7 separate regions of the Mus musculus genome follow, and all the other regions are linked to region 1. The links are chromatin contacts, called in public Hi-C and HiChIP or PLAC-seq maps. All regions are on one chromosome and are shown on one strand. Each heading gives the region's core, a stretch centred on a gene start, on an enhancer-like site or on the middle of the called end of the contact. The rest is flanking DNA. Distances are from core to core; before and after follow the strand shown. Region 1 holds the start of 4930447M23Rik (RIKEN cDNA 4930447M23 gene). Region 2 overlaps Pip4k2a (phosphatidylinositol-5-phosphate 4-kinase, type II, alpha). Region 3 overlaps Pip4k2a (phosphatidylinositol-5-phosphate 4-kinase, type II, alpha). Region 4 has its middle 78 kb from the start of Gm33592. Region 5 holds the start of Otud1 (OTU domain containing 1). Region 6 overlaps Pip4k2a (phosphatidylinositol-5-phosphate 4-kinase, type II, alpha). Region 7 overlaps Pip4k2a (phosphatidylinositol-5-phosphate 4-kinase, type II, alpha).

The links. A called contact is a pair of places that touch in the nucleus more often than the background predicts. HiChIP or PLAC-seq counts read pairs in DNA pulled down with a chosen protein or histone mark.
Region 2: a contact with region 1 is called in a Hi-C map of bone marrow-derived macrophages, with 22 read pairs. The contact joins the enhancer-like site here to the promoter of 4930447M23Rik in region 1. A contact is called at or near these places in 3 of 484 Hi-C or Micro-C datasets (bone marrow-derived macrophages, double positive thymocytes and nephron progenitors) and 2 of 115 datasets of contacts at active chromatin or transcription factors (bone marrow-derived macrophages and microglia).
Region 3: a Hi-C map of cerebral cortex shows a contact between it and region 1, with 3 times the contacts expected there. The contact joins the enhancer-like site here to the promoter of 4930447M23Rik in region 1. A contact is called at or near these places in 1 of 15 datasets of contacts at CTCF or cohesin (pro-B cells), 2 of 484 Hi-C or Micro-C datasets (bone marrow-derived macrophages and cerebral cortex) and 1 of 115 datasets of contacts at active chromatin or transcription factors (bone marrow-derived macrophages).
Region 4: a contact with region 1 is called in an H3K4me3 HiChIP or PLAC-seq map of bone marrow-derived macrophages, with 6 times the contacts expected there. The contact joins the enhancer-like site here to the promoter of 4930447M23Rik in region 1. A contact is called at or near these places in 1 of 15 datasets of contacts at CTCF or cohesin (pro-B cells), 4 of 484 Hi-C or Micro-C datasets (the G1E-ER4 cell line, bone marrow-derived macrophages, double positive thymocytes and 1 more) and 1 of 115 datasets of contacts at active chromatin or transcription factors (bone marrow-derived macrophages).
Region 5: a contact with region 1 is called in a Hi-C map of uterus. The contact joins the promoter of Otud1 here to the promoter of 4930447M23Rik in region 1. A contact is called at or near these places in 1 of 484 Hi-C or Micro-C datasets (uterus) and 1 of 115 datasets of contacts at active chromatin or transcription factors (bone marrow-derived macrophages).
Region 6: a Hi-C map of bone marrow-derived macrophages shows a contact between it and region 1, with 18 read pairs. The contact joins the enhancer-like site here to the promoter of 4930447M23Rik in region 1. A contact is called at or near these places in 2 of 484 Hi-C or Micro-C datasets (bone marrow-derived macrophages and nephron progenitors), 2 of 115 datasets of contacts at active chromatin or transcription factors (bone marrow-derived macrophages and microglia) and 1 of 9 other capture datasets (embryonic stem cells).
Region 7: a contact with region 1 is called in an H3K4me3 HiChIP or PLAC-seq map of embryonic limb bud, with 5 times the contacts expected there. The contact joins the enhancer-like site here to the promoter of 4930447M23Rik in region 1. A contact is called at or near these places in 3 of 484 Hi-C or Micro-C datasets (bone marrow-derived macrophages, cortical neurons and nephron progenitors), 3 of 115 datasets of contacts at active chromatin or transcription factors (bone marrow-derived macrophages, embryonic hindbrain and embryonic limb bud) and 1 of 9 other capture datasets (embryonic stem cells).

What each region holds. Positions count from the first base shown.
Region 1 is chr2:19,342,508-19,345,869 of GRCm38.p6, forward strand. 4930447M23Rik (RIKEN cDNA 4930447M23 gene) reads left to right here and starts at 1,810. Exons shown (of 4, transcript NR_126563.1): 1 at 1,810-2,612.
Region 2 is chr2:18,974,405-18,978,150 of GRCm38.p6, forward strand. The region is part of intron 1 of Pip4k2a (phosphatidylinositol-5-phosphate 4-kinase, type II, alpha); the gene reads right to left. Among named protein-coding and RNA genes, the nearest start is that of Pip4k2a, 22 kb to the right of the region's middle. Within about 2 kb of position 1,972, at least 45 of the 459 cell types and tissues checked have an H3K27ac peak or open chromatin away from gene starts, as enhancers often do. A contact at or near this core is called in bone marrow-derived macrophages, where this site is marked.
Region 3 is chr2:18,914,347-18,917,721 of GRCm38.p6, forward strand. All of the region lies in intron 1 of Pip4k2a (phosphatidylinositol-5-phosphate 4-kinase, type II, alpha), which reads right to left. Among named protein-coding and RNA genes, the nearest start is that of Gm33534, 37 kb to the left of the region's middle. Within about 2 kb of position 1,550, at least 73 of the 459 cell types and tissues checked have an H3K27ac peak or open chromatin away from gene starts, as enhancers often do. A contact at or near this core is called in cerebral cortex and pro-B cells, where this site is marked.
Region 4 is chr2:19,083,000-19,086,679 of GRCm38.p6, forward strand. No RefSeq gene overlaps it. Among named protein-coding and RNA genes, the nearest start is that of Gm33592, 78 kb to the left of the region's middle. Within about 2 kb of position 1,257, at least 6 of the 459 cell types and tissues checked have an H3K27ac peak or open chromatin away from gene starts, as enhancers often do. A contact at or near this core is called in the G1E-ER4 cell line and bone marrow-derived macrophages, where this site is marked.
Region 5 is chr2:19,656,160-19,659,923 of GRCm38.p6, forward strand. It overlaps Otud1 (OTU domain containing 1), which reads left to right and starts at 1,572. Exons shown (of 1, transcript NM_027715.2): 1 at 1,572-3,764. The coding sequence starts at 1,903. The coding sequence ends at 3,267. It overlaps Gm3230 (predicted gene 3230), which reads right to left and starts at 1,738. Exons shown (of 1, transcript NR_033642.1): 1 at 1-1,738.
Region 6 is chr2:18,950,294-18,954,057 of GRCm38.p6, forward strand. All of the region lies in intron 1 of Pip4k2a (phosphatidylinositol-5-phosphate 4-kinase, type II, alpha), which reads right to left. Among named protein-coding and RNA genes, the nearest start is that of Pip4k2a, 46 kb to the right of the region's middle. Within about 2 kb of position 1,993, at least 85 of the 459 cell types and tissues checked have an H3K27ac peak or open chromatin away from gene starts, as enhancers often do. A contact at or near this core is called in bone marrow-derived macrophages, where this site is marked.
Region 7 is chr2:18,841,425-18,845,141 of GRCm38.p6, forward strand. Pip4k2a (phosphatidylinositol-5-phosphate 4-kinase, type II, alpha) reads right to left here. Exons shown (of 10, transcript NM_008845.4): 10 at 832-3,036. The coding sequence ends at 2,959. Among named protein-coding and RNA genes, the nearest start is that of Gm33534, 36 kb to the right of the region's middle. Within about 2 kb of position 1,252, at least 5 of the 459 cell types and tissues checked have an H3K27ac peak or open chromatin away from gene starts, as enhancers often do. A contact at or near this core is called in embryonic limb bud, where this site is marked.

The DNA.
Region 1 (3,362 bases), core at 560-3,059:
TTGGGTTTGATTCTTAGCACTGCCAATTTGTTGTTGTTGTTGAGACAGTGTCTTTTATTAAACTTAGGTCTTGTCCATTTGGCTAGGCTGGCTAGCCATTAAGCTCCAGTTGCCCATCTGCCTCTGCCTTCCTAGGCCCTAGTCTGGGATTAAGGCTGTACATGGCTGCATTCTAGATTTGTGAAGATGCTGTGAACCTGAAGGATCTGAACCCAGGTCCTTGTGCTTGCATGGAAGGCACTTTATTGACTGAGCCTCCTCCCCCGGCCTGACAATCTTTTAATGTAAAGTTTCAATATTGGGACTTCCCTGTTTTAATTTTATAATATAGGAAATAAAGACAGATAAAAGCTACAGAGGCAACCCGAGGCAATTTCTCAGGTAAAAATCTTCACTTAGTAGGTAAATGGTCAGAACAGGCATTAGGACCTCCATTTGCATCTCTATAAGTCCTGTAAAAAGTTGGGTGTGCAGAGTATCTGCCTGAATGCTAGGGCAAGGAGACAAGAGTCCCTGGAACTTTCTTGGTCAGTTGGTCAAGCCAATCTATATGCACTAGGTTCAGTGAGAGACCATGTTTCAAACTACAAGGTGAAGAGTGAGGGACAAAGATACTGATGTAGGTCTCTGTACACACACACACCACCAGCCCATTCACCTGCTCACCCATCTGCTCACCCACATACATACACACACACTTATGGGACACACTTTGCTGTCACACTTTGCTGTCAAGTAGAAAACATAGCCTTCATCTCAAAGAGAAGAGATAGTTTATTTTGGAGACAAATATGAGTAACCATGGCCTGGGAACACCGATTTAGGTTACTTTAGATTCCATGTTGCAATATGACAGCAGATTCATGAAGTTTTTTTATAGTAACACAACAAAAGAAAGTCATAACTCAAGACATTTTTCATGAATTAGGTACTTACCGAAAAGTGGGACATTTCTGCTATAGGCTTCAAATGCTATAGGTTTCAAATGGTATCTGCTGAGCCTCATGGCTTCTGAATCAGTGGAAGCCAGAGACCTGATAGCACATTCTAAAATGATTTACCTAATAGTTACAGGATGTTTTCAGAACAGGCAAAAAAATTGACTATTTAGGGCACCAAAGTAGTCCAAGATAATTTGCCTCAGGGCTTAAAACACTCCAATCACAGTAGTCTGTTGTAACTAATTAATCATTTCTGTAAAAAAGGTCAATGGAGATTGTAGGTTTTTTTCTGAGAAACTTGGTTAAAACACACACACACTATACAGGGGTCCTAATGTCAAGATATTTAAGAACTCCATTCATGGATGACAAAGAGGTATTTGGAAATAGATTCTTAAATTTGGGCTCACTGGACAGACATGAATTTTAGTCAAGCTACAGGCTCTGCAGTTGCAAGATCTGGGCTCAGAAGTCAGCCTTTGCTGCTTGCGAAGTGTCTTTGGGTGAGTCACTTCACCTCTGTGACAGAGATAATTCCAGTTCCTTCCCCATGCCACTTGAATGTTAGAGGTTACATCTCTACCCCAAATACAGGAAGAGCTTGCAAAATATTACCCATTCTTGTTGGACTGACATATTTTTAAATGGAAAACAAAAACCAACCACTTACTTCCTTTTCCATTATCTCAAAGTTTTACATAATCAGTAATAAAATGTGATCGTGAAGCAGCTGGGAGTCATTACTACCAGGCCCACCTTCTCTTGCCTCATGGCCTGCTGACGTCAAAATGAGGCCTTGTTTGCCAGGAGGATGGATGTTCATGGTCAAGGCAAGTTGTGACTTTAAAGTGACAACAAAGAAAGGGTAAGTTTGCAGGCTGGCAAACAGGCTGGGAAAGCCCTTGAGAGACTCAGACAGCTCACGCCATACTTCAGACTTCATAGACCTGGGAGACATCCAGCTTTCTCCCCCAGAGAAGCCGCAGCCTGGTCCCTTCCCCTGCCACACCATCTGGTCCACAGAAACACCAGACTTCCGTGTCTCTCGGCCCTATAAAAAGCGACATTCCTTTTCCTGTCTCCTCTCCACCCGTCCCTCCCACCCACCCGGCTCTCCTCTCTCCTTGCCTTTGGTCTTCCTGTCTTATCCCTTCTCTCCTGCCAATCACTCCCTTTCTTCTCAACACTCCTCCTACATCTCCCCTCTGTGCACTTGCAGTGCTATTCTTTATCTAACCATGAAAACATCCTCGAAGGGCTTCTAGAACATTCGTATGTCTGGAGGAGTTAGAGTCCTCCAGCGCTGGGGTTGGCAATTCTGCCTCCTTAGCGTCCAGGATAGACGAAGCATTTATTCCGAGGCTTTGTGCGCCCTCTTGTGGTTTCTCCGTCATGCCAACTCCCGCAGACAATGGCTGCTTTGTCCAGAAGAGATGATGATTTAGATGACAACCTGGCTTAAACCTCAGAAACCTTCAATCTCTCCTTCTTCAAACAGTTTTTATTAGAAGGATGGCTGTGAAAAATGAAGCCCTTATGCACAAAGCCACCGCGTTTCACTGCGATGTTCACCTGGCCTATGAAGATCTCCGGACACAAAACCAGGCAACAAAATCAGGATGCAACAAGATGGAGGGGCAAAGCACAGAAGCGGAGTGGGCCCTGCCGTAGGTGAGGGTTGCCATCCTCTTACACCTGCCGCTTCATGCTTGAGCTCAGGTTAGAACACTTGTGAGATGATTTCTCTATTCTAAATCTGACAGTAATCCCTCGCGGGGGGGGGGGGCGGGGGGGGGAAGATGCACCTGGCCAGACTGCTAGGCTGGCTCAGAAGGTCCCAGAATGACTATAGGCAGTTTTTGGCTCCTATGATTGCTGGACATCTCTCCCCATCCCTTTCTCCTCCCCTTCTCCCTCCCCTCTCTCTCCCTTTCCTTTCCTCCCTCTCCTCCTCTTCCTCTTCGTCCTGCTCCCCACTCATCTCTCCCTCTTTTTCTGATCTTCTTCAACAGGATCCCACTATACAGCCCAGGCTGGCCTCAAACTCACAATCCTGCCACCCCCTTCGATTAGTGAGAATGCAAGCCTGTGCCACAGTGGCCTGTCTGTTCCAGCTGAGACCTGTTCTGTACAGTCAGCTCAGAGTGCAAACACACGCTTTAACTCATGACTTCCAAAGTCAGGTTGCCATGACCTAGAACTCTGGAAAACAGCATCATGACATCACAAAAACGAGTGCTGGCTGGGGGAAAGCAGTATGTCCTGGTATCAAGAGCTTACGCAGTCCTGCAAGGGCAGGTTATACAGATGGGAGCATTGCATGAGCTAGTGGAACACCTCCATCCATAACTGCCTGCTTGTGAGAGACCGGGGGGAGGGGGGGGGGAGATCCCACCTGGGTTTCAGGCTCAACATCAGGGT
Region 2 (3,746 bases), core at 722-3,221, 370 kb before region 1:
CAGGTAGCCACTTATACATCTCCTCTCAATTGGTGCATCTAAAAGTTCTACGGAAAACTTTCTAATATACACAACACACCATCGCAATGGTCTTTGCTTTGTATAAGTAGCCCGATCAATTGAGTATTCAATGGTGTCTCGTTTGGAAGATCCAAAAATGGAAATATATTATTTTAAAGTAGCATTTGATCATTCCAGCTACAGGAAAATTGATCCATCCAAAATAGTTCTCTAATATGAGAATTTTTGGAAGTCTTGTGGGAGGAAACAAGGTATACTCTTGTCTCTACCTCTTAAAAACAGAAAGGGCACAAGAGATTTAGACCCATAATTTTAGAGATTCTGCTTTTAAACAAATGAAAAAGTACCTAAGTCACTCACACTGAAAAGTCCCTGCTTCCCAAAGCCTGGAGGTTCTGTTTTATGCCAACATTTGTATTTTTAAGTGACAACAAAATAAAGTATAATTTTTTATTAGAATTGTCCAAGCTAAATATATACTATCATCTTTTACAGAGGACTTTTAATTTTGTTTTTATTTAATTTTAAACTATAAAAAAGTAAGAATCAGGGGGCTGGAGAAACAGTTCAGCTGGTTAGAACTCTGGCTGCTCTCTCAGAGGACCCAGGTTTGACTGCCAGAACCCACAAGTTACAGTTATCTGTAACTCCAATTCCAGAGGGTCATATGCCCTGTTCTGGCCTCTGCAGGCACCAGGCACATTCACGATACACAGAGACACATGCAGGCAAAATGCCCATACATATAAAATGAAAAGATTTTAATTAAATGAAATTAAAAATAAAAGAGAATCAATTGAGGCTCAACTTTTATGAAAAGAAGTTTTGCAAGGGCTCTATTTAAAGCCCTTCTTAGATTCTTGTAAGTAGCAGTGACAGTTACCAGGTTGTAGCAACACATCCTCACACTGGAAGCGTGGATCTCCATGGAGCTCTGGTCTATAAGCATGTACTTGTCTTTCTCACTGTTTCCCCTTCCCTGTCTGGCCACACCAAGCTTGGGGAAGGAGCTGCGGTATCAGATGACTACCTCATTAACATCAGATGATGTATCTAACACTGCAGGCACACACTGAATCAAACAGCCAAGGCTGACAGGACCACAGAGAGATGACAGCATCCAACCTCTGAAAGCAAACACACACACTCTAATTATGGACCCAAAGGGATGTCGTGTTAAATTTTCTGAACATTTTCATCTGAATCATACAAAGGTCAAGTGCAGGGCTGAGTGGTCAGGCTGGCTACAAACTCCTGCCATCAAATGCTCTGGCCCGAGTGCAACACACACCAACTGTAAATGCTGCTAACGTTCTTCTGGGGTTCAGGAACCATCTGCCTGGAAGATTATCCACCTCTGGCTGATACCTGCCCACCACTGTTCTCTCCAGCTAACTGCCAGGAAACAAAAAGAAAGAAAGACTGGAGGGGAGGGAGGGGAGGGGAGGGGAGGAGAGCAGGCTTTAAGACCCCCAGAGTCTCCAGGAGAACCCAAAAAGAACTGTGAGCAGCTTCCCTCCACTGTCAGCCTCAGGCCAGGTTGCTTTCCCGGAAGCAGAGCGCACACCTCCAGCCCTGACACTCCACAGCACACATATATGTTCCAGTTTTGTTGAGCTGGAGAAAATTCCTATGAACAGAGATCTTAGAGTCTATGAGTCAGCCTTGCATCCCTGTGAGAAAATATATGAATCCCTTGCATTCATATAAAATATATGAATTAATCAACTTCAAAATAAGGATTATTGGCTCCTGGTTACCTGGCTACTCTGGGCCTGTGGAGCCGATCCATCATGATGCATTATTTCTACCTAGCATCTGGTACAAGACCTGCTCCCTCCATGGGAGAAAGAGAAGAAACTAAAGAGGAAAGGCTAAGAGAGGAGGACCCAGGGCCACAAAATCTCCTTCTAGGGCAAGTACCACAGACCAAACTTCCTTTTATCAGGCACTTGCTCAATTCTTTACCACCACCCACACAGTGCTGCAGCTAGGAACACTAGGCTTTCAGAGGTCATTAGAAATAGAGAACTATAGCAAAAGTTATGCCATATATAAACAAAAGGCATCCTTTACTGGTATTCAACTTTGAAATATTCAAAGCAAGACACAGGGTGAAGAAGTTAACTCTAAAACGAAGACATCTTTTAGAATGTGGTAGGGTAGCACATGTCATGACCCTATAGTATGCCTACACTTTCACCATGTAATTCCCATGAAGGACACTGTGTCCTAGGGGGTCAGTCAACATAAGAGTAAATGTTACCCAGACAGCAGCAGCACTTACAACAGTAAAGGCTAGAGCCAATGGACAGAACATGAAACCGTCCTTAACATAAAACTATGCATTACAAATTAAAATCTGCAGGGGATATTAACACACAAGCTTGGAAGGCAGAGTCGAGCAGATCTCTGTGAACCAGCTTGGTCTACATAGCAAGTATTAGGCTAAAGGTTTGTATTTTTCTCAAAAGCAACAATAGTAACAACAACAAAAACAAAACAGTTAAAGTTTCATTGTGAAAAATGCACAGGAAGATAAGAAAATACAAAGACAATATAATGTCAGTGTCCTAAAAGCTGCCGGGGAGAAAGAGTGAGCCAGTGAACTGGTTGCTGTGGGACAGTTACGGTAACTATTCTTTACAGCGATGCTTATGTTCATCTTCTCGCTTCTTAGAAAGGACCTCGCATAGTGATAGCGAAATTTAAATTCTATTGAAACTATGTGAACACACCACTCAAAGACACATCAGAATATGCTTTGTAATACTCACTAACACATAACACATTAAGAAAATAACCCCCACTAGCTATAAACTTGATCAAATATTCACTCGGAATTTTTAACCATAAAGGAGAAGAACATGACAAAGGGACGCACTAGCTTCCCTTCATCTCTTTCTTTTCTTTCCATTTTAGAATGTCACTTAAGATTACTGCTCTCTTCCCGTGTTGGCTGAGTGTGGGGGGAAAGCACCTCGCTGGCTTATCAAAACCATTGCTGCAGAGACCTTTCTACACCAAAGCACTTGGACCTAACTCATAACTGAGTTCTGCTCCAAACGTACACTTGCAAGCTGGCCTGCAAGGGTGGATGCTGAAGGAGGCAGTGGATTACTAACTAGCACAGAGGGGCGTGGAAACTGGTCAGAGCACACCCTTGAGAGATCTGAATATATTGGGGAATGCAGGAAGTCAGGATACAGGAGGGCGGGAAGCAAATTCCCCAGGAGATTCAAAGGGCCCATAAGGAGCTCTGTTTGCAGGTTAGAGGTGGAGCTTGATGGTAGAGCGATCACTCGTCCAGCACACACATGGCTATGGTCTCCGCTCCCCAGGCTAAAAGCCTTTAAAGACACACTCATGCTTAGACAGTGTCTCCACACTTCTCAACATTCATGTTTAGAATATATCTCTACACTTTTTAGACAAGGGATTACTTAAGACAGCAAGGCCTCCACTCCATGGAACCAACCAACCAACAACCAACCAACCAACCAACCAACCAACCAACCATGTCTGTGTGTGTTTACAAGAATGCTGGGCTGGGCTCACAGCTAATCACAATAACCTGTAAATGTGACCCCTTCTGCTGTGATGTAATTTGTGTATTCCCCAAAAGATTTAAATTCTACACACACACAAATTTTAGGGAGATCATAAAAATCTATAGAACTCCATCACCAGAATGAAAATGAAAAACCACAAAACAAAACAAACGA
Region 3 (3,375 bases), core at 300-2,799, 430 kb before region 1:
TATTATCAAGAGTCATTTCCCTACCTGTTCCCTCTCCACATGCTGTGGGTGGGTAGTGTGTGCACATGTGTATCTATACACTTGCACATACAGACGTCGACCTCAAGTGTCAGTCCTTAGGAGCTATCCAGTTTGTTGTTTTGAAGAGTCTCTCACTGACCTTGTCAAGTTACCTAGGTTAGCTGGGTGTAAACGCCAGGGCTCTTCCTGTGCCTGCCTCCTTTAACACAGCAATTATAAATATATACATTTTTTTAAATGTAGGTCCTGGGAATTGGAGTCAGGTCTTCCTGTCTGTGAGGCAAACACTTTTCCAACTGAGCCATCATCTCCCCAGTCCAGTACCACAGAGATTTCTGATGGACACGCCTCAGTGGCTGGCTCACTACCAACTCAAAGAATAGATTCATGTTAAAATTTACCACCCATAAAACACAGAATCCAACATTAAATTGAGAATTAAGGCCAGAAATCTGTAAGTTATTCCAGAAGCATATGGAGTTTAAAAAAAAAATCTAAGAAAGACGTTGCCAATGAAAACAAATGTTACAACGTGGTCTACTGAGAAGGACCCCAGCCTTGGAGTCTAGAGACCCATGACTGAGGCTGGTTTTACTTCTTCATTCAGGGCCCAGAGGCCCCTGATCTCACCCTTTGCCTTTAAAATGAGCTTGAGAAGAGATGTCAAATGATGTACTTTTTCAGCTGGGTAATTTAGGAAGTGCTTGAATTAATTACTTGTCTATCAGACTTCAGAAAATTTACACAAAAAGCTGGATTTCTGGCCTCTTTTAGAATAGGCAGGTTAAGCCAGGCGTGGTGGTGCACGCCTTTAATCCCAGCACTCGGGAGGCAGAGGCAGACGGATTTCTGAGTTCGAGGCCAGCCTGGTCTACAGAGTGAGTTCCAGGACAGCCAAGGCTACACAGAGAAACCCTGTCTCGAAAAACCAAAAAAAAAGAAGAAGAAGAAGAAAAAAGAAACGAATCTGGAAAGCTTCAAAGGAGCACATCTTTCTTCTCGGTCTCACTCTAATATACTCAAATAATTTACGACTTCCTGTGAATCCATCTTGTAAGGAGGATGCTCTCATTCCATGTACCCTGTGAGGTCAGGATTCTATCAGGACAATGGGGTGCTGACAGTCATTCTGGCAGGGATCCTAACTCTCACAGTCCTTTGGGAATGAGGTGCAAGTGGCCATGCAGAAGGTAAGTTGGCTCGTCACACCATGTTCCCACTGGCATCCTCCAGAGTCAAACACATATGCTTAGAAAGTAAGCAATGCAAGAGAGCCATGCATCTTAGCCTGCCAATCACACAGACGTCATTAGTAAAACCCGCAGATGAAGGGAAAGGATTCGGTTTGGAGTCTGGTTTTGTTTTATTTATTTATTTATCGCCCAGAGAGATTTTTTTAAAAAAGAGATTTCACTGCCGGCCTAGCATTAAGATTCCAGAGAGGAAAAGCTGGATTCCTGGTCTCTTAGGCTAGACTCCTGTTTTCCTTTCCAAGCACACAGCAGAAGCGCAGCCAGCTTCACTACCCAAGATCTGCCCCACAGAACAAAATGAGGAAAGCGACCACTATGCCAGGAATGGTGTTTTCCCAGACTCCTGCTTGGAGTTGATGAATTGACTACATTTTTATTTCTTTTCCCTTCCAGAAACCCTACTGGAATGACAAAAGAGGAAGTGGGGGATGAAAACCAAAACAAACCAACAGAAAACAACAACAACAACGCAAAACAAAAACAACAAAAACTCCAACCCCATGGCAAAGACAAACATACCACAGACAGAAGAGGAGAAACCACAGAGAATCTTTAACAGGCAGAAAGGAAGCAGACTGTTACTGACAGAAGAGACAAGGGCCAGGGACTTGGGCACCTGCCTTGTCTCCACGGCTGGACTTCCACATGCAGAGACAAGGGCTGATTCCTTGAGACCAGGTCCCAAGAGGCTCTGGGTTTGAGAGCAGGATACCAGCTGGGCCAAGGAGTTAACAGAACCTGTACTCCAACTCCTGGGCCTGAACCTCCACCCTCTTCCCTGCAGTCCAGGCCACTCTGTTAGGGACACCAGGACACTCCCCCACCCCTTGGGGGAAAAAGCCCTAGAGAAAAAATTCCACCATAGGCAATATTAAGAGCTACCTTGCTTGTAACCCACCCACCTACCCACCAGCCAATAGGCATTACCCTCCATGCACCCAGAACTCACCAACTGGCCACCAGAACCTCACTCAGTCTGGAATATGAACTAATATCAATAAGCTGCCAGATGGCTGGCCTTTGTTTTTCCCCATGTGTATGTGTCAAGTGTACATGCTAAGCCTTTGCCATGATCTGTACACTCATTTCATCAGATGCATCAGCGGGCTGATCCTCAGATTCACACTGTGCTTGTCTTTAGCTGAGTGAAACAAACCCCACAAAGCAAGCAGGTGCTTAAAGGGAAGTCTGCAAAGAAACCTCCGATCAAGCTACTGCTAACCCAGAGTGAGCAAGCGAGCGGGCGCGGGCGGGGGAGGGGGGGTCCGCGGAGCTGACCTTGCTCGGTTCTCTCTAGATCAGTCAATACAAATGCTTTGTGGAATAAAGAACTGTTGTTCAGAACAACAGAAATGACTAGAAAGACTTTAGGTAAAACACGGGTTGCTTTTCAACTATATTTGGTAATGACAACCCACCCCTAATCCACACTGAGGTCTTGAGGATCTGTGGAAGGAATGGCCAGTGAGGGCCTGAAGTCAGTAATGTGTCACATGTGACACTGAGCTACCAAATGACTTCACTAAACTTCATGGTTAATGTGCATATGCTTCATACAAGGTGCCATTAACAGCAAAGCCCCAACACACAAACACTACGATTCCTGTACAACACTATAGAGAAAAGCTCTGTACTCTTACCGTCGTAGAAGTGGCTAAAGATGCACAAAATCCAATGTGAGATCAAATTGGCACAAATCCCTCTGCCAGGTAGTACCTACTGTTGGCAGATGCTCTTGGGGCAGGGTTAATGTTTCAAGACTTAAAAATAGAATAAATTACACACCCTGGGGAAGCTTGCTTCCTAGTTGCACTGAAGTTGATTCTAGCAATCCCTGGCTTGGCATTGCTAAGTGACTGCTACATTGAAGAAAGGCTGTGTGTGGAAAGCCAAGCAGGATGAGTCACACATGACACTTTAGACACTGGTGAACACTGCCAGTCCCCAGAGGGGCAACTCAGCAGAATTCTACCTAGAGGCAAAACCCCCATACATAGTCCTTCCACTTCCTTTTTGGAGGGAAAGGTGAGACTCTATAGTAAGTCAGAAAGTAACACCTCCAGAGAAACTGAAGTTTTGAAACCAGAGTTGTATAAAAACC
Region 4 (3,680 bases), core at 7-2,506, 260 kb before region 1:
GGTAGGATTTTCTCGCACTGAGTTGTACACATGCCCCAATATTTTTCTTCTACTCACCCCACATACAGGTTTTTCCTTCTTCTTGCCTTCTCTTGCATATTCATATATGTATATATGTTTTCAGTCAGACCCCTGAACCTCCACAATAACAAGCAATTTGTTGCTCAGTTGTATAATGTATCTATAATCATTTCAGAATCACTTTTTCATTTTTTTTTAAAAATCACTACACAAAGCAAATCTTTGAAAAGAATTCAGGAACTGTTTGGAATGTTCTCGTTGTCTGGTCTCTGCCTTGGAGGGCAGTGTCAAAGACGGAGCTCCTAGGCCTCCAGGATTCACCCTTTGGCTTCTCTTCTCTGTGACAGTACATTTGGAATGTTGTTGGGATGTTTGCTTTGACAGCTCTCTAAGTAGTGTTGTGGTTTGAATGTGATGTGGCCCCTCAGAAGCTCATGTTGAAAACCGATTGCCACTGTGGGATATTGGGTGGTAGAAAGGTCCTTTAAGAGGTAGTTAGGTGGGTATTCCAGCTTATCCCATCTCTCATTGTATGGCATTCACTAGTGTGAGAACAAAGTGCTCCGGACTGAGCTGACCCTAGTGTTTTTTCTCTTGGTTCACAGCTTCTCCTTCTGTACCTCCACCAGGTTACAGCATAGGATGAAGGCTTCAGCAGGTGGTTGCCCAAGCTTGGGCTGAGTCTCGAACAACTCTAACTAACTTTACTGGTTTATAAATTACCCAATGACTGGTATTCTGATAGGGCAATGAGACAGTAAGTACTGCCGTTCCAGGTTAGGTCCTTACTACGATCCCACAGCTTCTCCCATTCACAGATGGGCTCAACTCATCTCCACTCCCAGACAGAAACTGATCAGTCTGTTTTCTTCACCCCAGATGCTTCTTATAAATGAAATGCTACATCAGGAGGTCGTACATATTCAGCACAGTGCTCTTGTGGTCCGTTCATGTCATTGGATGCATGAGAACTCCTTCATTCTATCACAGGAGAGTTTCTGGCTGTGTGGACACACACAGCCATTTGTATATCATTTAAAGGTGACAGACTTGCCACTTGTCTCTGTTTTCCTGGGCTTGCATGGGTAATTCTGCTGGGACCATCTGTAAGCGAATCCTCAGATACACATGTCTTCATTTTTTTTTTTTTTTTTTTTTTTGGAGAGATTCCAGAAGTGTCTGGGGCATGCACTCAGTGAAAATCTGCTTTTTGGGAACCACCAAACTATTTCCTGCAGTGGTCATGCCAGTCTGAGTCAATGTTGCTTTTATAAAACGCTGAACATCCTTAGGAAGCCAGATAGCTTATTTGAAATTTTCTTCATTATTTACTTAAACCGTCTTTTTCTTCATGTGAGTAATTTATGATAAAAATAAGTTCTCATTCAGAATTAACACAATGAGAAGAGAGAGCCAAATTATTTCCTCTCCTTAGTAGAAAGTGGAGAGCAATAGGTAACATGGCTAAGGAAAGCCTTGGCCTTAGCCCTACATTTCTTTTTTAATACGAGGTTTCCCTCTATTGTCCAGGCAGGTCTGGGATTTTTATGTAAGACCAGGGTGACCTCAAACTTGTGTCAGTTCTCCTGCCTCTGCCTTCCATGAACCCTCATGCCTGGCTTCAGACACCTAGACTTGCCATTTACTGTTTTCTCCAATGGAAAGGCAGGAGGTGAGAGAGTATGGAGTAAGTTCTTGGAAAAGAGCTAGGTGATAAATTGCCTAAAGCTGATGAACTAACATTTTGAGAAAGCAAAGAAGTCAATGTTTCTTTTAAAGTTTTTTAAAACAAGTTTTTCATTACAAAATTGAATTGAATTTATTTATGTACTTTGCATTTTCACACATGTGCCAGATAGTGGAAGTGTGGAGGACGACTTGCAGGAATTGATTCTCTCCTTCCATTATGTGGGTCCTGGGGATTGAACTCAGGTCATCAGACTTGGCAGCAAGCTCCTTAACCCACTAAGACACCTTACTGGCCCAAGAATATAACTTTTATTTTTTTTAAGAGAAAATGTAATATGGTTCCCAAATTGTTTTTCAATTTTTATTTTTATTTATTTGTTTATTGTGTATGGTGTGTATTGCGTGTATATGTGCATGTGGGATGTGTGTGCTCATATGCATAAGTGTGCAGGATAGAGTAGAATATTGGGTGTCTTTGTCTAGTGTACACTGCCTTATTGGATGGAGACAGTGTTTATCACTGAGCTGGAAGCTGGCTGTTTCAGCTAGCCTGGCTGGCCAGTGAGCTTCCAGGATTTGCCTGTATCTGTCCTCCAATGCTGTGGTTAAAGACACACACCTCTATGCCCAGCTTCTTATCAACATGTTAGAGATTTGAGCTCAGGGCCTCGTGCTTGCAAAGTAAGTCTTCTTACTCACCGAGTCATCTTCCCCGATCCTGTTCTTTAAATTTTGTATGGGCATCAGGACATTTTGGAGTCTGAACTACAGCTGATAGCCCAGTCTTCCTCCTGAAGAGAGATAAACACCAGCTCTCCTTGCAATGTCTTAAAACGTCATGACTGGACAAAACCATGCTTCCAAAAGCACAGTTCAACACAGCTGTCACCTCTGAGACCCCACACAAGCTGTAGGGTGGGCATCAAACCTGGGATACTCGGTGATGCTGCAGGCTTGAGGGCAGCACCACAGGAAAGCTTGTGCCACGTAGCAGACTATCTGTTAATTTGCAAATTAACTTCAGCTAAATTTTAAAATAACTAAAAGTTGACGCTAAAAAAAAAATCACCCCACATAGCTCTTTCAATCTTTTTTTCTCTTCCTTTGACATTCTTGTTTTTCCCCCTTCTGGGTACCTAGCTTACCTGTCATTAGTTGAGGTCTGAATTCAGTTAAGGCAAACGTTTATTTATTTGTTTGTTTGTTTATTTTTGGTAAAGATAAAATTGCTAAGCACCAAGAGCTGAGAAGATAGCTCATCTTGTGGAAGTATGGGGACCCGAAGTGGTCCTCAGTAAAAGCCAGCAAGGGGCACAAATCTTTAATCCTAGCACTGGGAAGCAGACAGGGTTGGATGGGGGTTGGGGGTGGCCAGTCTATCTGATGATCCCTCAGCTCCAGGTTCCACAAGAGACTCTGTCTCATAAATAAGATGGAACACCTTATGAAGTACTGGGTCCAGGGTTTTTAAGTCCCCCCTCCCCCTCTCTCTCCCCCTCCCCCTCTCTCTCCCCCCCCTCTCTCTCTCCCCCTCCCCCTCCCTCCCCTTCTTCCTCTTCTCTATGAAGTCTTTCTGAGAGCTCAGAGTCTATTGAGATAAAGTGAGTAAAAATATTTATCTATGTGAGGCAAATACCCACGTGTCAATCTAGCACCAACCTATCAACCATTTCTCTAGTGTGTCTGGCCAATTATATCTTTATAGAGAGGTAATTAAATAAAGAGTGTTTCTAAAAAGGAAAAAAAAATTGAAGAGTATGAGATGTTTAGAAAGCGTGGTGGATAGGTGTAGGGGACAAAATGAGCCTGTTATCATATCATGCCCATTTGAAATTAATATTTTACATAGGTTACTTCATATATATTATTAGACTTATTTTATCATTGGCTTTTTTTCACAAATCCACAGTCATGCGATTCTACAAGAGCAGGGCATCTGAGAAGCATGACCCAGGGAGCACTGTGGTGTT
Region 5 (3,764 bases), core at 322-2,821, 310 kb after region 1:
ATTCAATGTGGCCACATCGGAAAGTGGGACACAGAGATCTTACTAATCCACAAATTCTGCCTTGGAGTTGGGTTTCCTGAGGATGAGGTTCAAATACAAAACAAAAGCTCTGCCTAACTAAACACTGGCAAATGTGGTCCCCAATCCATTCCTTTCTCAGCTCCAAATCTCTCCTGAAAGGTCATTTCCAGAAGATAAGTTTCTTCTCTGGATGTCCCCAGGGATTCAGCCGGTTTTTTTTTTTTTTTCCCTCCCAGCAGGAGATAGATCCCTAGGAGGAATTCTAATGTGTGTGCAGGCATATGTGCCTATCAGTGTACGGAGGCGGGGTGGGGGTGGGGGGAGAGGTGTCCATTTTTTTTTTTCCCAATGGGGTAAATAACAGGGTTAGTATATCTGTTTAGTATACACCCATTCCAGTCTTGATAGGCGGGTTACACCAACCCTTCCCTGAGCAACCGCTGGCCAAACTCCATTGCTGAACCTGCTGGCCTGCCTTTTCCAGTCCTAACTTAAAAGGGCATGGCTTTTTTTTCTTTTTTTCTTTTTTTCTTTTTTTTCCCCCCCTTCCCTTCTCTGGCCACCTGCCAAGATTAGCAGATTGCCTACCCTCTCAAACTCTAGTAAAATTGCCCCCCCCCCGAGCTTCCTTTTGAACATTTTAAATTTATTTGATTAAGGAGACTAAGAACCCCCAACGAGAGACCCTAGTAACAAGCATAAATTATGTTCCAAGCAGAATGGTGGCGCGCAGGTAGTACAACCTGCAGGCTGTTTTTCCATACCAAGAAGTAGTCTCCAATTCAATCTGTATATCTGGAAACTAAATTTAAAATTGGATTGAAACTCAGAATAAGGCAAAAGCTACTGTTACTGCAAGTAGGTACCAATTTGATAACACTCTGGCTTTCCGTTGCAGAGGAAGCACAGTTCAGTCTGTTATTTCATTTTGCTGTGCTGTTCCAGAAAACAGGTTGTGTGCCTCTTGCCTCAAAGTTTAACAGTCGCGATCTACTTTCAAAAGGCTTTAAGGCGGCATGTTATTTGGTATTCCAAGGAAGGCTGTTGAAAAGCCTTCCTTTCGCCCTTGCATTTCCTAGGTGACTTAAGTTAGCAGTGCAGGAACGTCTATTTTTGCTTAGCGGGGCAGCAAGACCGTGTAGACCAGACCCAAACACGTTAACTGGAGGAAACGACTCAAGAAGTTGAATGCCATTGGCCCTGAAGGTAGAGCTCAGTCCCTAGTCCGGAAGTGTTTTAGAAAAACGTTATTCCAACCTATTTGTTTGCCCCAGCAACGCTGGTCCCGCCACAGCGTCACACAGCAGGACAGCCGCATAGCCCACAGATCTGCTTCCCAGGTACCAGGCAGCCAGCAACCGTAGTCAGGTTGGGAGCGCACTCAATGCGCATGTCCGTAGTCCAGCCCCCGCCTCGCCCTCCCCGGCCACGCCCATGAGGTCTCCGCTGGAGGGCGGGGCCGCCCCGCTTGAATGGGGCGCGCATTCCTGTGGGACCACGTGACGCGGCCGCGCGGCCTGAGGTAAACAAGCGCGGCCCCGCCTCCTACCATCCGCGCGCTGCACTCCTGCTTGCGGGCGGGCGGCGCTCGTCTGAGCGGGCAGCTCCTCCAACCGTCCCCAGCGGCCGGCGCGGGGCACAGCTGCGCCAGCGTCCTACGCCCGAGTCCCCGGCCGAGCGCGCGCCCTCCGGTGCCCTCGGACCGCCCGCGCGCTGTGGCGCAGCACGAATTGGGTCGCGGCCCGGGCGCTATTCGCGGCTCCTGACGCGGCGGCCCGCGGCGCTGAGCTCAGCGCTATTCTCGGGCTCCGGGGCACTGCGCCCGAGGGTGTGTCTCCAAGCCGGGCTCGCAGCTATAAGGGGCCGCGGGCGGCCGCGGCCATGCAGCTCTACAGCAGCGTGTGCACCCATTACCCTGCGGGCACGCCGGGGCCCACGGCCGCCGCCCCGCCTGCCACCGCCGCCGCCGCCTTCAAGGTCTCCTTGCAGTCAGCCAGCCCCGCCGCCGCGGCCCCGGAGCCGGATACCGGAGAGCGCCCACCCGCCGCGGCCACCGAACCACGCGAAGCCGCCGCCGCCGCTGCCATGCCCGCCTTCTCTGCCTGCTTCGAGCGGTCCGGGTCCGCCGCCGCCCCGCCGGGCGCGTGCAGCAAGCCGCCGCTGCCGCCGCACTTCACGTCCACGGCGCACATCGCCGTGCGGGCCCTGGGCGCCGAGCGCCTCCTGCTGCCGCCACCCTCAGCCCCCTCGCCGCCGCGTCGCGGTTCCTCTGCCTGGCTGCTGGAAGAGCTGCTCCGGCCCGACGAGCCCGCGGCCCCGAACGCCGTCCGCGACGCTCCGGACAGGAACTTCCGACTGAGCGAGCACCGCCAGGCCCTGGCAGCCTCCCAGCACCGGGCCCCTGCACCGGCCCCCGTCGGCCCGGAGCCCGGCGCCGGCCCGGGCTCCGGCCCGTGGGGTGAAGAGCGCCGGGCGGAGCGCAGTTCCCGGGGTTGGGACCGGGCGAGCGGTCGCAGCGACGCCTCCGGGTCTGACGCGCTCCGACGGCAAGATCCCGAAGCCGAGGCTCACCCGGTTCCGGCACCCGCTCGGAGCAGCGGCGAGCCGGCCCAGAACGGCGAAGGCGAAGCCGTAGGCACGTCCCGGGCGGATCCCAGGGACGAGAAGCTAGCCCTGTACCTGGCCGAGGTGGAGAGGCAGGACAAGTACCTGAGGCAGAGAAACAAGTACCGATTCCACATCATCCCCGACGGCAACTGCCTCTACCGAGCTGTCAGCAAGACTGTGTACGGGGACCAGAGCCTGCACCGGGAGCTGAGGGAGCAGACCGTGCACTACATCGCGGACCACCTGGACCACTTCAGCCCACTCATTGAGGGCGACGTGGGGGAGTTTATTATCGCTGCTGCCCAAGATGGGGCGTGGGCCGGATATCCCGAATTGCTGGCCATGGGGCAGATGCTGAATGTGAATATACACTTAACTACTGGAGGGAGGCTGGAGAGCCCCACCGTGTCTACCATGATCCACTATCTGGGCCCAGAGGATTCTCTACGGCCCAGTATTTGGCTCAGTTGGCTCAGCAATGGACACTATGATGCTGTTTTTGACCACTCCTATCCTAACCCAGAGTATGACAATTGGTGCAAGCAAACCCAGATACAGAAAAAACGCGATGAAGAACTTGCCAAGTCCATGGCCATATCCCTGTCCAAAATGTATATTGAACAAAATGCATGCTCTTGAAAAGTCTGAGGACCTGACAAGTTGGGGGAAATGGCGCGTGTCAGTTGTGTTGGGAGAACCACACGAACTCTAATTAGGGTAATGGCACTTTTCACTTTCCTAGTAGACTGACTTTAGGTGTAATGCCTTAATCAGTTTTTGAATGTCCTCTCAGAGCCGCAGGTTGCTGGGCACCTGAATGATGTTTCCTGATAGCTTTGGGTGAGCCTACTGCTATTTAAAATTTGCTGTATAAAGTGAGTGCTACTTAATTTGCAAGCTGATGTCTCACGGTATGAATTTGTTCATTCCTGGTAGTCTATTTTCTATAAAAATGTATTTTTGCACATTTTTAAAAATGGGTGTACTTTCATCTATTGCCTTGTTCCAATTTCGAGAAATGGCTTTTAAGCAGAATCCAGAGAAGTGCTTTCTATGAAGTTTATTTCAGTTTGTGATTTAGTAACTAGTTTATTGTTGGAATATTTCACAATTCTTAATTATTTCAAATGGATATT
Region 6 (3,764 bases), core at 743-3,242, 390 kb before region 1:
ATTTACAGTCTTCATCGCTGGTTTTTCTCGCCCATTTTCTACACAGGTACTTCTTTGTGTTAATAACACACAGTAACATGCTTTTGTGCCATGTGTTTGCATTCTTTCTTTCTGACTGCCATTTTTGTGTGGGTCGATCTCCAGTCTCCCTTCTATTGTTAGGCTGTTATCTGTGTGCTTTATAAACAAAGGTTTGGTATCACTAAGCTACCTTGATTTTTGACACGAACTGGTGATGTTTGAGAGATTCACCACAAAAGGAATATTTAACTTTATGAATTGAATACCACCTTACTATTGGAGGCCCATGGATATTTTCTGAGTCTCCTAACACTGTAGACACAGAACTGGTTTTTGTTTGTTTTATATACAGCAAAGAACCGACAATCATCCATAATGGATCTTTCATCCCTTGATCCACAAAGCTTTATTTTCTTTAGCATTATATAACTATGGGTTCTTCGAAAATTCAAAGAGAAGGAAATGAGGAAAAATATAAACATCTTTCTATATTACCAATATTGAAGACAGTCTCCATTAATATTCTGATAATTCTTATATGCATATATTCATTTATATATCTATTACACCAAAACACAAATACACATAAAACTATATGACTAAATAACTGTCTCTTTATCTGACTTTATCACTTTACTTCACAACCAATGTAGCAATGAGGAAACAACAGGGGTGGGGGAGGAGAGATGGCTCAGCAACTAAGAACACATATTGTTCGTCCAAAGTTCCTGAGCTCTGCTCCCATAAACCATTTCCAGCAGCTCACAATTGTCTGCAACTCCAGCTTCAGGGTCTCTGATGCCCTTGTCTGGCCTCTGAGGCCTCTGCACTCATGTGCGTACATCCACACACAAAGATGCAGATAAACAACAACAAAACAATTAGACTTAATCCTTAAATAACATAGGGAAATGGTCTGTGTTTTTAAAATATGACTTGGAGATATATTAAAACATCGTATGGCATATTTTTCTCTGGATCTTCCCTTTCCTTAATAGAATTTTATAGACTCCCTCCTATATTGTTGGTCTAGCCTAACACAAATGTTCCCATCGTATGAATGCACTGCAGCCTAACCGGCTACTTCAGTACTAACAGATCATTTATTTTGCTTTCAATGTACTAACACTACAAACAATCACAGAGACATACATACACAAACACGTACACACAGAGAAACATACATACACTCATACATACACACAGACACACAGACATACACACACAAATACACACACACACACAGAGACACACATACACACACATACATACACACAGACACACACACACACAGAGACACACATACACACAGAGATACACATACATACACACAGACACATAGACATACACACACAAATACACACAGACACACACAGAAACACACATACACACAGAGATACACACACACACACACACACACAGAGACACACATACACACAGAGATACACATACATACACACAGACACATAGACATACACACACAAATGCACACACACAGAAACACACAGACACACACATATACATACACAGAAACACACACGCACACATAGACACACACACACACACACTTATATACACAAATTTTCCTACTAACCAGTGACCATATCTTTTATATCTATGGAACAGGTTATCAATTATTACTGTGAAATTAAAACTACATTTTTCATATTTAAAATTTTTGACAGTTTTTCTTCCCAGAAAGAATCTTAATAAAGTATATTAAGGAAAACAATTTGCCAGTGAACACATCTTAATTATTCTCTCCAAATTCCAACCCCAGTTCTGTTTCTGTTCTCATTGCCTTGGTTCCCAATCTCAAGTTCTACAACTGCTAGTTTACATGTGGAAGTGCAGAAGTGGGGCTTTATCCACTGTTAGTATGAATTTCAAAATAAGCATCCAAGACTGTGTAGCTATAATGACGTTAACATTAAACTTCCTGACTACCAACCGCAGTTTTCATGTTTTTCATCTAACCATGGGGACAGGGACCTGAGATAAAAGTCCTAAGTAAAACCGCAGTCTCTCAAAGCTTCCTTCTCCAACTCACAGGAAAAGGGGGGCGGGGGGCTTCTCTGCAGCAGGATGGTATTGATTTATGAAGCCTGCCTTGGAAACTTATCAACTAACTCCAAAGCCACCATCAAATACGGAAAGACAGACGAGAAGAAAGAAGCTTCTAAAAGCATCTCAGAAGGAAATTCTAGACACGGAGGAACACAGCCATTTTGCAACAGTTGGCAGCTGGCTTGTCTTCAAATGCTATATGCAGCCACACAGCCTGTGATGTTCTCAACTTCTTAGCACATTTTCTGGGACATCCACTCTTTTAAAACAGGCCCCACTGGAAACAAAGCTTCACATAGACAGAGCTGATGAGCCCCCTCCACACACATCTTCCCGGGGCTTTTTGGAGATATTAGTGCTCCTCTGGTGGGAATGACAGAACAGGCAGTAGCTGCTTCTCTCCAAGAAACTCAGTCCTTCGCTGATGTCTTTTTATGGGGTATACATGAGGAGGACAGACAGGGGTGAGGGGTTAGGGGTGTGGCCAGGAGTGCAGTGCTGATGTAGCATGGACTAGAACCTGGGTTCTATCCCCAGTTGGTGTTCATTCATGCATGCACGCATTCATTCAGTCAGTCCTGTTTTCTCTCTTTCTCCTCACTACCTCTCCCTCTTCCCTTCTATGAGTTCAGGTGAACCCACTCGCTGTTCATTTATAGTAGAGCATATTTTAAACCCACAGCCCATAACTGCACAAAGATAATAATGTCTCCACTAAACTAATTTTAGGTAAAGTCCATGTTTCCAACACACTATAACTTAAGAAAAGAAAATAAAGATGTAATCCTGGCATAAAAATCCCTCACTGGAGTCAGAATGAAACCTTCAACCATCAGGTCAAACACGTTAATTCACTGGGTAAAGGTGGGTCCTGTTTCCTGAGATGCTGAAAAGAGACTGCTCATGACCACAAGCAAGGAAAGGAAAAATAAGTCATTTCTGTGGCATTCTGTTAACCAGCTGCAAATTAACAGCGCCTGGGGCAAAGTCAACAGAAGGTTGTGATGTGTGTATAAACACAATACAGCATTGCTGAAATAGTGCACAATGACTCTATGGCTATCAGATCATAACCAGGGCAGCACACACCTTAAGATTTCACTATTGACCCCTTGGCCCCAATGTGTTCTGTTCATCCAAAACTAAGAACAGGAACGGAGGGAATAGCGTGTTTGTAGCGCCTGACTGCTTTTTCCAACAGACTGAGGTTTACTTACAAAATCAGTGGTCATAAAAGCATCAACATCTAACAAATGGAACACTCCTGACAGCAAGAATCCACAGGACGGACTTTCTTCACACCCAAAATAATCAGTTATGAAACTGGACTCCCCTTAGACAAGTTAATACTGGCCTTTGTTTCTTAATTAGAAACTATGTCTTTCACATACCTTTCTCCAGAGACTAATAATTGTACAAAGAACACAGGAAAAAGCTTTGAACAGCATTAACACCCTTCCAAAGAACGTTCCAGAAGTAGGACATATTTTTCAGAATTTATAGTTGCTCCTGTGTGGGGGAACTTGTGAAGTTCTCTGAATTTCTGTGTAATGTGTTTAATTTTTCTCTAAAAAGCCACTTTGAAACACTGAAGCACATAGAGATGTCTCTCAGCACTCCTTTGCACCCCAGGCTATGCTACAAAGCAGTAAGTTGATTTCAGAGCAAAACTCCAG
Region 7 (3,717 bases), core at 2-2,501, 500 kb before region 1:
AAACAAACAAACAAACAAACAAACAAACAAACCTGAACTAAGCTCCTGGCTGACCAGCATGAACTCAGCACTTATGTTCTTAGAAAAATGCATGTCAAAATTACTACGGGCAAGAGTGGAAACCATAGCGACCCCAGAACTTCTGGGAAAATTGGAACTAGAAGTTCAAAGGCCCAAACCTCACTAGTCAGACATCTAGGACAAAGAAAGAAGAAGTGTTGCATGTAAACAGCGGATGAGTTTCAAACATGCTAAGTGGTTAAAAACATGAATACATGAAGACTGTAACAATTTACTTCCACAAAAGCTCAGTGCTACCTATGGAGGGGCACTGAGAACCTTGAGTTTTGACTCTCTCTCTCTCTCTCTCTCTCTCTCTCTCTCTCTCTCTGTGTGTGTGTGTGTGTGTGTGTGTGAGAAAACCTGAGGTCTGATATCAAGAGTCTTCCTCAACATCTACCTCATTTGGCTTACTGAACCCACAGCTTGCCAACATGGCGAGTCTAGCTTGTCAGATGCCGTCTCTCCCACCTTTGGCGTGCTGGACTTACTGGTTAGCTGCTATGCCCACCTGGCATTTATGTGGGCGGTAGAGATCTTAACTTGGAACTTAATGCTTGTGCGCCAAGTGCTTTCCCTGGTGAGCTATCCCCAGCCCTGGGATTGCTGGGTAAGAAGTCCATGTGTTGTTTATGTGTCTCATCCATCGCTGTAGATTGAAGGTCAGGCCCTGGAGAGGTAAAAGCTGCCACATTCCTTTACCTTTCCACAGAATGACTGGGGACACCCCAGTCCCATCACAGTTCGTCTCCAGCACAGAGAAGCCAAACTAAGAGAGTCATCAAAGTGCTTTATTCGTAAAGCCCGGATCATGACTCGAGCGCACACTGTTAGCACTGTTCTCGCTCTTGTCCAAACAGCTTATTGGGATGACAGAGATGGTTACAGACAAAAACCAAAGCAGTTTTGTAAACTTCTAAAAGCATACAGATTGGCCACAGAGGAAATGGTTACTCAGATCATGTATATGTACCTTCATTTTTTTAACTTTAGGGTCTCGGGTTTGTAAGTTTGGGGATCAAAGGTTAAGAGCAGAGCTTCAGAACACTCAAACGGATCGGACACCACAGTTAACAGTGCCCGGAAACGGAGTCAACTGGTTATTTTAAATGCATCAGGTACAGATGTGTACAACTATGTTACAGTGAGTTAGCATCATCCGCTAATGCATCTGTGGCAGGTCAGTACACAGGAGTCAGATGGTGCTGATGCTGGCTTCCAGATGCTGAGAAGGCAGCCCACACATGTTGGGCACAGCTGGACCTGGAGAGGCCAAAAGGAAAGTGACTGGGAAGGCAGCCTGGCAGGGGACTTGTTGACTTGTAATTATTGAAGGGTGGATTTTTTCCTTTCTAAAACTGCCTACAGAAACCATCTCACATTTGAGACAGGGGCTTTTAAAGGCACAGCTGCCAAACAGCGTGTAAGTTGGTAATGGACTCTAAGCAAATCTAGGACTCTGTAACTTGAGGCCTTTTAGGAATGCAGGGAAGTTGGAAGATACATAATTGATGCTGGAAGGTTTTTGTTTTGTTTTGTTTTTTAATCTCAGTTACACACGATCAGCACAGTTTAGGGCAATGAACTTACATAACCAGATTTTGAGTTTAATTTTTTTATAGAAAAAAAACCCCACTAGATTGATAAATACACATCTTGAGGAACAAAATCCTTTTGCTTTTATGTGATAGACTGTCTACTAAGTACTCTCAACAAAACACTCACTCAGAAACACAACTGCAAGACATATCTCAAAACACAACAAACATTATGTTCCCTACACTGCAAAATGGCTTTACATGTAAACTTCAAAAATCACATGCTGTATATTAAATTTTTAGATTCAAAAATATCCCTGTTTCTCTAACCATGTAAACAGTAAAACTGAGGGTTTCAGTTAAAGGGATAATTCATAACAAAATTCCATTCCTAAACAATGGCTAAACATAAACCATAACTGGGTTTGCCTTCGGCCACTGGAGGGTTTGAACTCCCTGCTCATCTTCCTGCATTGGGAGATGTAGCCGCATTTGCCCCAAACTATGCACCTTTCAGGGACGTTTTACATCTGTTTTGCAGAGTGACTTTCTGCAGTGCAACTTAAGGATGGTAACAGTGATGGGCTCCAGGCGAGAAGAGAAATGCAAGTGGTTTTCCTGGAGGTGAAATTGTTGACAGGTTCTTGGCATCAGACTCTTGGAAGATGAAGGGCTTAGCCTGGGACATCTGGGGATGTTGACAGTTTAGGAGGGAACCCTGAACCAGTACACAGGGAGATGCTTGTATCCCTTTACCAGGGCTGTGGGCTTAGGTAACCACTATTCAGAGTAGTCTTTCTGTGGGCCAGAAGTGTAACATTTGATATAAAATTTTCTTTCTTTTAATCACCATCATTATGAGCATGATCATCATCATCACCACCACCACCACCACCCTGATGAACAATCTCATATCTTTCAAGTCAGAAAACAAACTGATCTACAGTTTCTCTTGTGGTGCTGCATTGAGGTGCATTTCCGTTCCCTTCCCCCACGGGCTCATCTCTTCATCTATCCGTGGGGCCACAGCTGGAATCAGAGGGGTCTGGCTGTTACAAGCTCTGATTCAAGCTGATCAGTTTTAATTAATTAATTAATTAATTATTTAAAAAAATGTGCGCGAGAGTGTGTGCACGCACGTGTGTGCACACGTACAGAGTCAGAAATAGCGATGCTGGGAAATATCAGGTAGCTGTTAAAGCGAGTAGCCCCCAACTTCAGTCATGTCAGCTTGAAGATGTAAACAAGGCTTGCTTCCTGCAAGGTGAGCGCTTCCTGGGGTTCGGTTTTCCTTTTCTTCCTACCCTGAAGCCACCACCAGCCTTCCCGAGTTCATGCCCATCCGGGGCTGTGCAGAAGGTTACAAGATGTGCCCAATAAAGTCCAAAAAGCGCTTGGAATACTGCTCTGGGTTCACAGTCGAGATCTCAGCTCCAGCCTAGGGGGTGGTGAAGGAAAAGGATATTGATCGTGAAGGATAAAGAATGCTCATGATCGCCCCAAGTTACCGTTCAGTTTCTACAGCTATTTCCAAAAGCGGCTGAACATTAAGACAGCCATTTATTGTGGGGAGCTGGTAGCAGGGGACTGAATCTAAGGCCTTGAACATGTTTGGCAAGCACCTCACCAACGAAAGCCACACCCCCAACCCTAAAGCTAAGAACACAGCTAAGCGGCCTCTCTTCTTAAACCACTACTCAAAGGATCTCTGCCCTTTGGACAAATAAATCTAAACTTCTAGGAATCTGTGAGTGAAAATGAGGCCCAGTCTTTTGGCACACCATAGACTACTAACACAGTCTTCCGGCACAGCACTTACGAGCACTGACTGCTCCTCCAGCACCCACGTGGCAGCTCATAACTGTCTATAACTACGGATCCCTGGGATCTAAGACTCTCTTCTTGGTGTCTGTGGGTACCACGCATGTACACGATATATACAGATATACATGCAGGCAAAACACCCATACACATTACATGGAAAGAAAGAAATCTTAAGACACCTACACACCCCAACCCCAACGTACCACATTTGAGTTATTACTTTTCTACTCAAAACCCTCCAATGTGCCCCATTTTCTTGGAATAAAACATCGTCTCCCTGTGTAGCCCTAGGTAT